Regions from separate parts of the Mus musculus genome. Here region 2 is linked to region 1. The links are chromatin contacts, called in public HiChIP or PLAC-seq maps. All regions are on one chromosome and are shown on one strand. The core of a region is the stretch at or near the end of the contact, and the rest is flanking DNA. Distances in the headings are between cores, read along the strand shown. Region 1 overlaps Hrh2 (histamine receptor H2). Region 2 holds the start of Nop16 (NOP16 nucleolar protein).

Region 1 (5,619 bases), core at 1,160-3,659:
GAGTAGCCAGTAGTGTTGTACCTTAAGCCATCGATGGAAACAGGCACCAGCCATGGAAAAGGACATGACAGCCTATGTGTGTGATCTCTTACATATAAAACCTAAGCCACCTCAAGATACATCCAGCAGTGCCTCAGTCTCCATGAGGAACCTAGAAGATAGGTGTATACTACAGACCTGGGAGAAGTCTGGCATGGAAGACCTGCTGAGGACTGGGGTGTGAGCTTTTAAGGCCCTGCCTTACTTCATTCTTACCTATGTCCTGCACTTCACAAGAAAAAGCTTGAACTATTGCTAGAACAGCATTGGGTCAGTCACTACACCCTCCCAAACTTTGGCTTGGTTGGGAGCCCAGTGGTTAGGGCTAGAAGAGAAGCCACCAAGGCCAAGAAGTGAGTGTAGAAGCCACAGGGCCCCAGAATGGAGCCCAATGGCACGGTTCATTCCTGCTGTTTGGACTCTATTGCATTGAAAGTCACCATCAGTGTGGTCCTCACCACCCTCATCTTCATCACTGTTGCTGGCAATGTGGTCGTCTGCCTGGCTGTCAGCTTGAATCGTCGGCTCCGCAGTCTGACCAATTGCTTCATTGTGTCCCTGGCAGCCACTGACCTGCTTCTTGGCCTCCTGGTGATGCCCTTCTCTGCCATTTACCAGTTGTCCTTCAAGTGGAGCTTTGGCCAGGTCTTCTGCAACATCTACACCAGCCTGGATGTGATGCTCTGCACAGCTTCCATCCTCAACCTCTTCATGATCAGCTTGGACCGCTACTGCGCTGTCACGGACCCACTGCGGTACCCCGTGTTGGTCACCCCTGTTCGCGTTGCCATCTCTTTGGTCTTTATTTGGGTCATTTCCATCACCCTCTCCTTCCTCTCTATTCACCTAGGATGGAACAGCAGAAATGGGACCAGAGGGGGCAATGACACCTTCAAGTGCAAAGTGCAGGTCAACGAGGTATATGGACTGGTGGATGGGATGGTCACCTTCTACCTGCCTCTTCTCATCATGTGTGTCACCTACTACAGAATCTTTAAGATCGCCAGGGAGCAAGCCAAGAGGATCAACCACATCAGCTCCTGGAAGGCAGCCACCATCAGAGAACACAAAGCCACCGTGACCCTGGCTGCCGTCATGGGAGCATTCATCGTCTGCTGGTTTCCTTACTTCACTGCCTTCGTTTACCGTGGACTGAGAGGGGATGACGCTGTGAACGAGGTGGTCGAGGGTATCGTCCTATGGTTGGGTTATGCCAATTCAGCCCTGAACCCCATCCTGTACGCCACCCTCAACAGAGACTTCCGCATGGCGTACCAACAGCTCTTCCACTGCAAGCTTGCAAGCCACAACTCTCACAAAACTTCCCTGAGGTTGAACAACTCTCTGCTGTCCAGGAGCCAAAGCCGAGAAGGTAGATGGCAGGAGGAGAAGCCCCTGAAGCTTCAGGTGTGGAGTGGGACAGAACTCACACACCCCCAGGGAAGCCCAGTCAGGTAAGTGGTGTGGGTTGGAAGTGCTGGGAGACACCCCACCCTCTGTGTAGATGATGCTGAGACCGGTTCGTGAGCATTTTACAGAAATCATCTCTCATCCTCTTAGGTAGACCATTTACCTTCCTTTTTAAAAGGCCACGTTAAAGGTAACAGAGATCTTACCAAGATCCACGGAGCTTGACAGAATGTTACTCACTCCAGAGCTCTGAGGCCCTTCTTTCTAACATAACTGCCTTTCCATCAGGTAGCCTAAGTAAGGCCCAACTCTGCAACTCAGGAATTGTGAGTGATCAGTTATACCCTGGTGGGGGGGGGGGGGGGCGGAGCATGCAAAAGTCATATGCAAATCGCTTCTTCCTTGGGGAGTGTTCCAGTCAGTAGGGGATGAGAATGGCAGAGGTTGGAAGGTGTGGCCTCAGTAGAACCGCAAATGTGGGCCTTGTGTGTAGAATTTAGGGAGGGACAGACACAAGGACTAGGGACAAGTGGACTTCATATAGCTGGGTTTCAGAAAGGAGGACGTGGTTAGCAGATCTGGGTTGTGGAGAGAAGGCTATTGTGACCTCTTTGATGTGAGCTAGCGAAGTGAGCCTGTAGATATTTAAGAAGGGAATTGCGTTGATCCATGGGTTGGGGAAGAGAGAAAAGCAAAATCTTGTAGGCTACTTAACAACAACAAAACAAACAAAACCTGTAGAACACTGGGTAAGAAGAGTGCAGTAAGAGTGGGAGCATGGGAAGTGTCCAGGCTAGGAAGAGAAACAGAATCAAGATGAGATTTCAATAAACTCACTGAAGGACAAAGTCACTGCAGGGTGTTGCAAGGACCCAAGGCCCTGTCTCGGGAGGCAGTGAGGAAGCTAGATGTGTGCAGAGCCAGCGCCTGCTTGAGGCATTAAGAGGGTCAAGCGCCTAACAGAGGAGTTGCTCAATGAAGGTGGTTTCTCTTTCTCTTCCCATAAACCACGCCTTAGCCCCCTACAGTGCTAGTCAATGGCGCCTACCCAGTCATTCCTTTCATTATCCATTCATTTGCAAGCCCTGATGGTAGGCTCTGAGTTCTGAGGAACAGCTGCGCTTAGAACTGCCATTGCCACGCCCTTCCATAGGCAGGTCCTCCTATAGGCTGCACACCTGCTCCTCTCCTCCTTCCCTCTGGAGAAAACCTTATTGTTCCTGAACTCTTGCTACAGTGTCACAAATTGTATCATTCTAGCCTCTGGACCTTCCCCAACCCCCACCCCCATCCCTCACTATCAAGTCCGTCCTCCAAGGCCACACAGGGTGTCCCGCACCTGGAGGCTTCCTTGTCCCATCCTGACGGATAAAATACTCCCCTCAATCACATCACCCCACTTCTTTCACAAAGTTGATTGAGTTCACCGTGGAGGAAGAATAAAGACGCAAGGGTTACAGACTAGACAGGAGAAGAAGAAAACAAGTCCTGTTTGGTTCATCCTGTGTGTTACTTGGTATCAACCATTCCTTCAAGTTTCTTAGCAGCCTATTACACACTTGGCAGAGATGACTAAGTTCCACCTGACTCCTTCCATTTGCTATCTGCAGAGGCCAAGAGCGGGCATCAGATTCCCAAGAACTAAAGTGATAGACAGGTGTGAGAACCTGACACAGATGTTGGGAATCTGTTTTCTCCAAGAAGCAGCTCTCTAACTCCTAACCTCCACTTCATAGACAGGCAACCTAGACCCAAAGAGTCCAGTAAATTTCCCTAAGTACTGCATGGTTGGACATTCCCAGAGGCTCCATTACTAAGGAGTCTCTGGGTACTGGTACCTGGTGAGTCTGAAGGTCCACATTTTCTTCTAGTCCTCAGGGTCGCCCTTGGTACAGGCTGGGGAAAGCCATGGTCAGCCAAGAGGTGGTGCTTGCTGCAGAGTAGACCCAGAGCTCGGATCCCGGAGAGCTCAACTGTGGTCTGTCTTGATCCTCTGAGAACAGTGAGCAGGTGGGCTCAGCAGAGAAGAGGGATCAGAGAGCCCACATACTTCTTTAGAATTGCAGGAGACTAAGAACAGCCAGGTTTTCTCTCTGAGCATCCTGGGCACTGTGAGCTTTCTCATCCCTCAGTAAGGTCAGCTCCCAGCTTCCCTGCTGACTGACAGCATGTCTTCTCTGCTCTGTCTGAAGGCAAGAGCAGAACTTACCCAAAGCCTTTAACCCTACCAAGAATCTTGAAGGCAGCCGACCCAGACTCCCCTGAGTGGAGAGGGGCAGGGCACAGCCAGACAATGTAGGGTTCTCGGGAGAGTTAACAAAACTAACTAGCCCTATCTTTCTAGCTTGAGGCTCTGTCTGCCCCTCCTCAGCCCCATTGTGGGGGACACCTCACCCATCCCACCCCAATTCCATCACTAGATGTGAGCTTCTTACCAAATGTCTACCAAACCCTTGTTAGACACCAGTGCTCTCAACACATAGCCCTGGGCAAACAGCAGAGCTTCTCACAGGGTAGCCCTGAACCAGCAGGCTACCCAGAGACAAACCAATTGGCATTGGGCCACCACCTTTTCAGACATGACAGAACTAAGAGTCCAGTCCACACCTGTCTGTCTTCCAAGCCTGGCCTCTGTCCAACAAACACCTGGATTTGAACATGGCTCTGCTTTTGACAGACACCTCAGACTCAGTCCTTTAGATACCAGAAGGGGAAGCAGAGGCATTGGAAGGCTTTGATCCATCTGTAGTGCAGAGCAAGCCGAAAGGCTGGGCCCTTGGGATCTTATTCCTTTACTCACTTGCTCCAATAATCTCTGCAGAGATAAGATGCTCGGGCACCTACCCTATTGGTACCTCTGAGTGGGAACGTTCCCATTCCTGCAGAGCCCCTTTGTTTCTGCCCTTGGCTTGGCAAAGACCGAGGTTCCTCGAGGACTGGAGTCCCAGTTGGGTACCTCCATCTTCACCTTCCAACCCTCCTCTTGCCAAGGAGCCAGAGTGGCCTCTAGCTTGAGTCTGCCTTCCTTCTCTCTAAAGTCACCCCGGCTCTTTCAAAATTAGACTCAATTGTGGTTCAACCCTTTCGTTACTTTTGGAATGAAGGTCAAAGCCTACCCAGCCACAGTCTTTGAATACCAGGAGCCTGCAATTGTACTAATCTCCCCTCGTGCACCTCCTAGGCTACCACATGCTATCCCACCTTCAATTTGGGTTATGTTTGCCCCACTACATCATAATCTCCCAGAGGGCAGGTCCTGCCCATGTCAACCTCTGCTGAGTCCCTGAGAGCCAGCACTGTGCTTGGCAGGCTGATGAATGAATGAATTCCTTGTCCTAGGTCTCTGAGAACCCTAAAAAGTGGTCAGAGTCACCCACTGTTAAACATCAGGAAACCAAACCTCAAAAAGGGAAGTTGGGGAGCCTAGAAAAGCTCAGAAAGAGCTTGTTCCCTTTTCTTATACATTGACTCACAGGAGGCCCTCCTCCAAGACTTGGTGCCAGGGGCAGATCTCACAGAAGCATCCAGGGCCATCTCTGAGTCACAGAGCCTCTAGTGGGAAGTCTCCCCCTAACTCGCCCACCCCCACCAGCTGTCACAGATGGGCCTGGAAGAGCTAAGACACATGATAATGACATAAAAAGTGTCTCTAGGTAGGACAGCCATACATAGACCCTTCACAACAGCATGAGCTCACTATGCAGGGGATGGGAGATGAGAGGGAGGGGTGTGGGGAAGGGGGAGGAGGAGGGTGCTCTGTTTACTTCTAAGACCCGTTCTGTTTACTGTTTCAAGTTCACTCTATGGAGATGAGGCTCCAATATCCATCGACATGCCAGAGCTTTGTGTCTAACAGACACACTTCCCTAGAGGAGCTGTTATTAAGAAGGGAAGTTTTCTTCATGGGCCTAAACGTGTTAGCTGGTTCGAGAGCCCAGATGTGTTTATTTCCATCATATGACTCTCTGACATGGCCTAGATTTTTAGCACATTGGTTTCATCATTTAACAGCTCCCTCCCAAACAGTAAATGACAGCAGCTGCCCTCCCTCCCACAGCCTCCGGGGTCCTGCTGGCTGTCTTGTGTAGCACAGGTCTCCCTCTCTATCCCGATGTTAGCTGCATTGAAGTTGGATGGACCTAGTATGAGTGACCAGTGACACTTGTTGGT
Region 2 (5,619 bases), core at 1,583-4,082, 370 kb after region 1:
GCTGTCCTCCAACTCACAGAGATCTACCTGCCTCTGCCTCCCAAGTGTTTGGATTAAAGGCGTGTGCCACCACTGCCGGGTCAGAACTATACATTATAAAAGGGCCAAGAAGGTAAATTTTATGTAATTCTTTCAGCTACAATTTAAATCTTAGAAAAATTCTTACAGGTGCCTTTAACACCAGAATTTAAGAGACGGAGGTAGGTTGTTCTTTGTGAGTTCAAGGATAGCCAGGGCAACATAGACTACATCTAGAAGAAAAAACAAAAACAAACAAAAAAAAATCAAACACAATTACCTTACCACCTTAAGTATATGTGGCTGTGAATATTTCCAGAAGGGTGTAGGTCCCCTCGTTGAACTGTCGAAAATTCTAATGTGAACCAGCCAAATAGAAGACTCAAAATAATTTCATGTCAAGCATCTGTCTATTCAAATCAGGAGATGTGAAAAAATAAAATCACCTGAATGGAGGTATGGCTATAAGGCTGAGTGTACACTTAGCATTCAAGAGGCCCAGGGTTCAATTTCCAACACACAAATAAAAAATGACAAGGGGCTAGAGAGATGGCTCAGCAGTTAAGAGCACTGACTGCTCTTCCAGAGGGCCTGAGTTCAATTCCCAGCAATCAGGTGGTGGCTCACAACCCTCTGTAATGGGATCCGATGCCCCCTTCTGGTGTGTCTGAACACGCTACAGTGTACTCCATATGCATACAATAAAAATAAATTAATTAAAAAAAATACACACACACAATAAACCTACAACAGGTAGGGAAAAGGTTAGGCAAGGATTCAAGAATATTCTCAGCCCGGTGTGGTGGCGCAAACCTTTAATCCCAGCACTTGGGAGACAGAGGCAGGAGGATTTCTGTTCGAGGACAGCCTGGTCTACAGAGTGAGTTCCAGGACAGCCAGGGCTACACAGAGAAACCCTGTCTTGAAACAAACAAACAAACAAACAAACAAACAAAGAATATTCTCTTTCCTGCAGGGTGTGTGCCTCTCTCTACAGCAGGAACACATGGGGAGTAAATGTATCACTGGACAGACTAAATGACAGGCCAAGCTCTCGAGTCATGAGAAACTGGGCACAAGCCTGAGACCTTCTTCTTCGTCCTTTCAGACACCCAGTTCTAGCTTGTATGAGCGTCTACTACCTTAGTTCATCCATTGAAATCTCATCAATATTAGCTGGAAAACAACTCAGCCAGGGCACAGTACTACTTGTGAACCCTGGACTTCTTCGTTTCTCTCTCTTTGAATCTTGGGCTCTCTGGCTGTAGAGTGAAGAGTCAGAGTGCCCTTTCTACATGAGAGAGGACAGGACGGTAGAAGAACACAGCCCACACTCACCATTTACCACATAGGGCTTCCGTACAAGATCCCGGGGTCGCTCCTCCGTGTCTACCTCCATGGCCTTTACCTGTAAAGAACAGGTTTGAGACCAACAGACAAGCACCTTTGGTCAGAGTTTGACCAACGTTAGGGAAGGACATTCCCTATGGAAACACAACTATGTCTTGTATCAGAAAATCCTTGCCCAAAGTCACTAGAACCAGATCACACCACACACGGTATGTTCATGCTCACACTCACATGTCATACCACACACAGTATGCTCATGCTCACACTCACATGTCACACCACACATGGTATGTTAATGCTCACACTCACATGTCACACCACACATGATATGTTCATACAGTTGCATATGACACCCACAGTAATATTTTTAACAAGCAATTCATCTTTCTGCCTATATCTATGCTTTCCTTACTCTGCTGTGTAGTAGCACCACAAAAACCATGTGCATGAAGAGCGCTTTATAAGTTACAGGGAGCCATGTCCGATAGCTTCTTCATGGGGAGGACTTACCTGCCAGTGCTTAGTTATAATTTTACTAAAAAAAAAAAAAAAAAAAAAAAAACTCTTGGGGTAAGCCGGGGGGTGTTGGTGCACGCCTTTAATCCCAGCACTTGGGAGGCAGAGGCAGGCAGATTTCTGAGTTCGAGGCCAGCCTGGTCTACAAAGTAAGTTCCAGCACAGCCAGGGCTATACAGAAAAACCCTGTCTCGAAAAACGAAAAAACAACAAAACAAAAAAAACCCCTCAAGCTCTGGGGGACAGAAAAAGATACATTCTAGAAAATTCCACTGACCTGAGAAGAAATGGTAAGCAGAGGAGGGGGCGTGAATAAAGGAGGTCGTTAAAGGTCTTTGACCAGAATTAGTGCAAGCAAAATGACTTTATCACAAATATGGGAAGTAAGTGTGTGTGTGTGTGTGTGAGAGAGAGAGAGAGAGAGAGAGAGAGAGAGAACAAATTCTGAAACTCTGCTCAGTGAAGGAACGTCAGGTGGGAAGGAAAATAGGAAGCGGCTAGTGTGGAGATGGGGAAAGTGCTTTGCGTTATCAGTACCTTCTTCTTACGGAGGGGAACCGCCTTGTTGGGGTCCATGGCCAACCCCATCTCCGCCAGGTTCTGCCGCACGGATTTGGTGTGGTCCCAGGCATGTCGTATGTGGGAACTAACATCAAAGAGAGAGAGAGAAATCGAGATTCTGTCACCTCACCTTAGATCCCAGCCCAGGCCCCCGCCTCCAAACTGGCCCCTCACCACTCAATCCGTGGCGCTGCCTTCCGACGAGCATTCCGGTTCAGACGCTTTCGGTTGACGTTGTAACCGAACTTCTGCCTCCGAGTCTTTCCCTTAGCCTTGGGCATCTCGCTAACTGCCCCAACAGCAGCTCAAACCCTTGAAACAGCAGCTCAAACTCAAGAACCACGCTCTCAGAGCCGCGTGTTAATAGTCTCCGTCCACCCGTGCGCGCAAGGATTCTTGGGAAATGTAGTTTTAGTAGTTAGTGCCTCCACATTCACTTACTACAACTCCCAGAAAGCAACGGGCAATGGCGCCTGCGTGCTACACTCAGCAAGCTATTTCCCCGCCCCGTAGTGACCTCATCAGAAGGCGGGGTCCGGTGTCCGGATTTGTGTCCTACCTATTTCTGTGCTGGTGGGTATGGCGGCTCCCGGTCCTGTGAGTCCAGAGGCGCCTTTTGATCCGTCCAAGCCCCCAGTTATCGAGGGCTTCAGCCCCACGGTCTACTCCAACCCAGAGGGCTTTAAGGAAAAGTTTATTCGCAAGACCCGTGAGAACCCAATGGTGCCTATAGGTAAGTGTGTGCTGTAGGAACGGAAGACCGAGAGGACAGCGGTTTCGTAGGGAAAGGAAATAGGGGTGGATCAAGTAAGCCTGGGGTTTGGGAAGGGGAGCGGACCAGAGGTGTGACGAAATGACGGTGCGGGGTGGGGGGTGACTGAAACGAATCGGAATGCATTGCGGGGCTTGGGACTAGATGAAGCAGACTGTAGAACTGCCCTCCTGTTGTGGCTCTGGGAAAGCTGGGACGGGCTACATCCTTAAGGGACCTGCAGGACCCGACCTGTTGCCTCCCGCGTGTGTTGTCCTCTCCCCAGGCTGTCTGGGGACGGCGGCTGCCCTCACCTATGGCCTTTACTGCTTCCACCGCGGCCAGAGCCACCGATCCCAACTCATGATGCGCACCCGGATCGCTGCACAGGGTTTCACGGTCGTAGCCATCTTGTTGGGGTTAGCGGCATCTGCTATGAAGTCTCAAGCCTGAGTATAGCCGGGTCTTAAAGCGCCATGGAAACCATTACAAAACCCAGGAACAACAGACATCCCTGTCAGACTTGCTCCCTCCGTTTCAGACCGGACCTTATTGTCATTTGGGTGAGGAAGTGGCCGATTTTGTAACTGATTTGCGCTTCCACCGCTGCCCCCTCCCGCTCCCAAAATCCCAGGTTCATTTCAGTTGGGTTGCATGCTTCTATTTGTGATGCGTCCCCTTAATTACTTAATAAAAGCTTATTACACTTGTATGTGATGAACTATTTCTTAATCTCATTCCTACGATCAAAACCATGATTTTTCCTTTAAATTTTTAAGAGGGAACAGGCTGTCAGTAGGACTGGCCTTTAAAAATCAGCTAGGTCTGACAGTGCATGCCTATTGCCTTAACTGTTCTGAAGGTTGAGGGAGAAGAAAGAATCTTGCCTGACTGCACATGACTTCAAGAGTTCAAGATCACCGGGCAGTGGTGGCACATGCCTTTAATCCCAGCGCTTGGGAGGCAGAGGCAGGTGGGTTTCTGAGTTTGAGGCCAGCCTAGTCTACAGAGTGAGTTCCAGGACAGCCAGGGCTATACAGAGCCTGTCTCGAAACCCTGTCTCGGAAAAAAAAAAAAATGCAAGATCACTCAGTAGAGTAACTTAGACTCTGTATCATTTAAAATGGCCTGAGGGTACAGCTCAGCAGTACAGTACATAGTGATTGTGAGGCCGGAGGTTTATTCTCCAGTTGTGAAAGAGGAACATAGAGCCTAGTGCTATCCAAACTTTCCTCGGCACTGTCAAGTTACTTGGGGCACTGGTTAAAAGTAGAGATTCCCAAATGTTCATTCTTGGGATTCTAATTCAGTGAGCTGTTTGATGTAATACGGGAAAGTTTGCCAGCAATTTCCAAGTTTCTGTAGCCTGTAGATGAGGCCTGTCGTGGTCCTGTTGTGAGTCAGGATGTTCAAACACACACCACCACCATTCTTTGACTACTTCTCTTACTCCGGTGCAGCCTCCTCTGCGACCCTCCACTCTGCTGATCTCTTTACCACTCCAGCTTTTGACACAGGCGTCTCAAAGGCATTTGTGATCTGTAGTCACTGTGTTGCTTTGAGGAACCGAATCCTCCCATGGGTCACCCTGCCTCTCTGAATACCTCCTGAAGGGGAAAGGGAAGAAAGTGAAGATACATTTCTTGGGCCCTGACATGTTTTCAATCTCTGAGTGGAAGGTCCGTGACTAGAGCTAGGTGTTTGTATCTCCATCATGATCTTAACCACAAGGCATATTGCCAGTGTGGAACACTGCATTGTGAAGCCCTCAGGATGCAAGAACAGGGCATAAGGAGCTGAAGATGGTGCCGTATTTAAAGGTAATGTCCACCTAGTGTTATGATGCCCCCACCCCCTAAAATACATTTAAAAGTCGAACTCCAACTCTTAATTTTTTAGGCCTTATTTGGCAATAGGACTTTACAGCCATGACCATCAATAGTTAAAATACAGTCTTTAAGGTGGGCTTTAATCCAGTAATACTGGTATCCATTGTTTTAAAATTTATTTAGGAGTTCTCCCCACTCCCCTCTCTCTCTCTGCATGTACACACGCATGCCAGAAGAGGGTATCAGATCCCATTACAGATGGTTTTAAGTTTCCATGTAGTTAGTTGCTGGGCATTGATCTCAGAACCTCTGGAAGAGCAGCCAGTGCTCTTAACCACTGAACCATATATCTAGCCCCTCGTATCCATATTTAAAAAAAAAGATTGACAGCCAGAGCTATACAGAGAAACCCTGTCTCAAAAAAACCAAAAAAAGAAAAAAAATTGGACACACAAATTATACATGGGAAAATGATGAACACAGACAGCCATGTGAGGGTGTAAGCAAAACTGGAGACCTATATCTGCAAACCAAAGGATACCTGAGCTACTAGAAGCTACGAGAGGCACAGGTCCTGCCTTAGCATCTCTGGGG

Evidence for each region. HiChIP or PLAC-seq counts read pairs in DNA pulled down with a chosen protein or histone mark.
Region 2: an H3K27ac HiChIP or PLAC-seq map of embryonic stem cells shows a contact between it and region 1, with 5 read pairs. The contact joins the promoter of Nop16 here to the enhancer-like site in region 1. A contact is called at or near these places in 2 of 39 promoter capture datasets (the C10 cell line and pre-B cells) and 5 of 115 datasets of contacts at active chromatin or transcription factors (bone marrow-derived macrophages, embryonic forebrain, embryonic stem cells and 2 more).

Annotation. Positions count from the first base shown.
Region 1 is chr13:54,213,587-54,219,205 of GRCm38.p6, forward strand. Hrh2 (histamine receptor H2) reads left to right here. Exons shown (of 3, transcript NM_001010973.2): 2 at 1-1,493. The coding sequence starts at 421. Among named protein-coding and RNA genes, the nearest start is that of Gm16578, 6.6 kb to the right of the region's middle. Within about 2 kb of position 2,410, at least 31 of the 459 cell types and tissues checked have an H3K27ac peak or open chromatin away from gene starts, as enhancers often do. A contact at or near this core is called in embryonic stem cells, where this site is marked.
Region 2 is chr13:54,587,242-54,592,860 of GRCm38.p6, forward strand. Nop16 (NOP16 nucleolar protein) reads right to left here and starts at 2,833. Exons shown (of 5, transcript NM_178605.4): 1 at 2,620-2,833; 2 at 2,422-2,530; 3 at 1,357-1,426. The coding sequence starts at 2,726. It overlaps Higd2a (HIG1 domain family, member 2A), which reads left to right and starts at 2,990. Exons shown (of 2, transcript NM_025933.3): 1 at 2,990-3,178; 2 at 3,483-3,906. The coding sequence starts at 3,025. The coding sequence ends at 3,649. Cltb (clathrin, light polypeptide (Lcb)) reads right to left here. Exons shown (of 6, transcript NM_001347512.1): 6 at 5,145-5,619.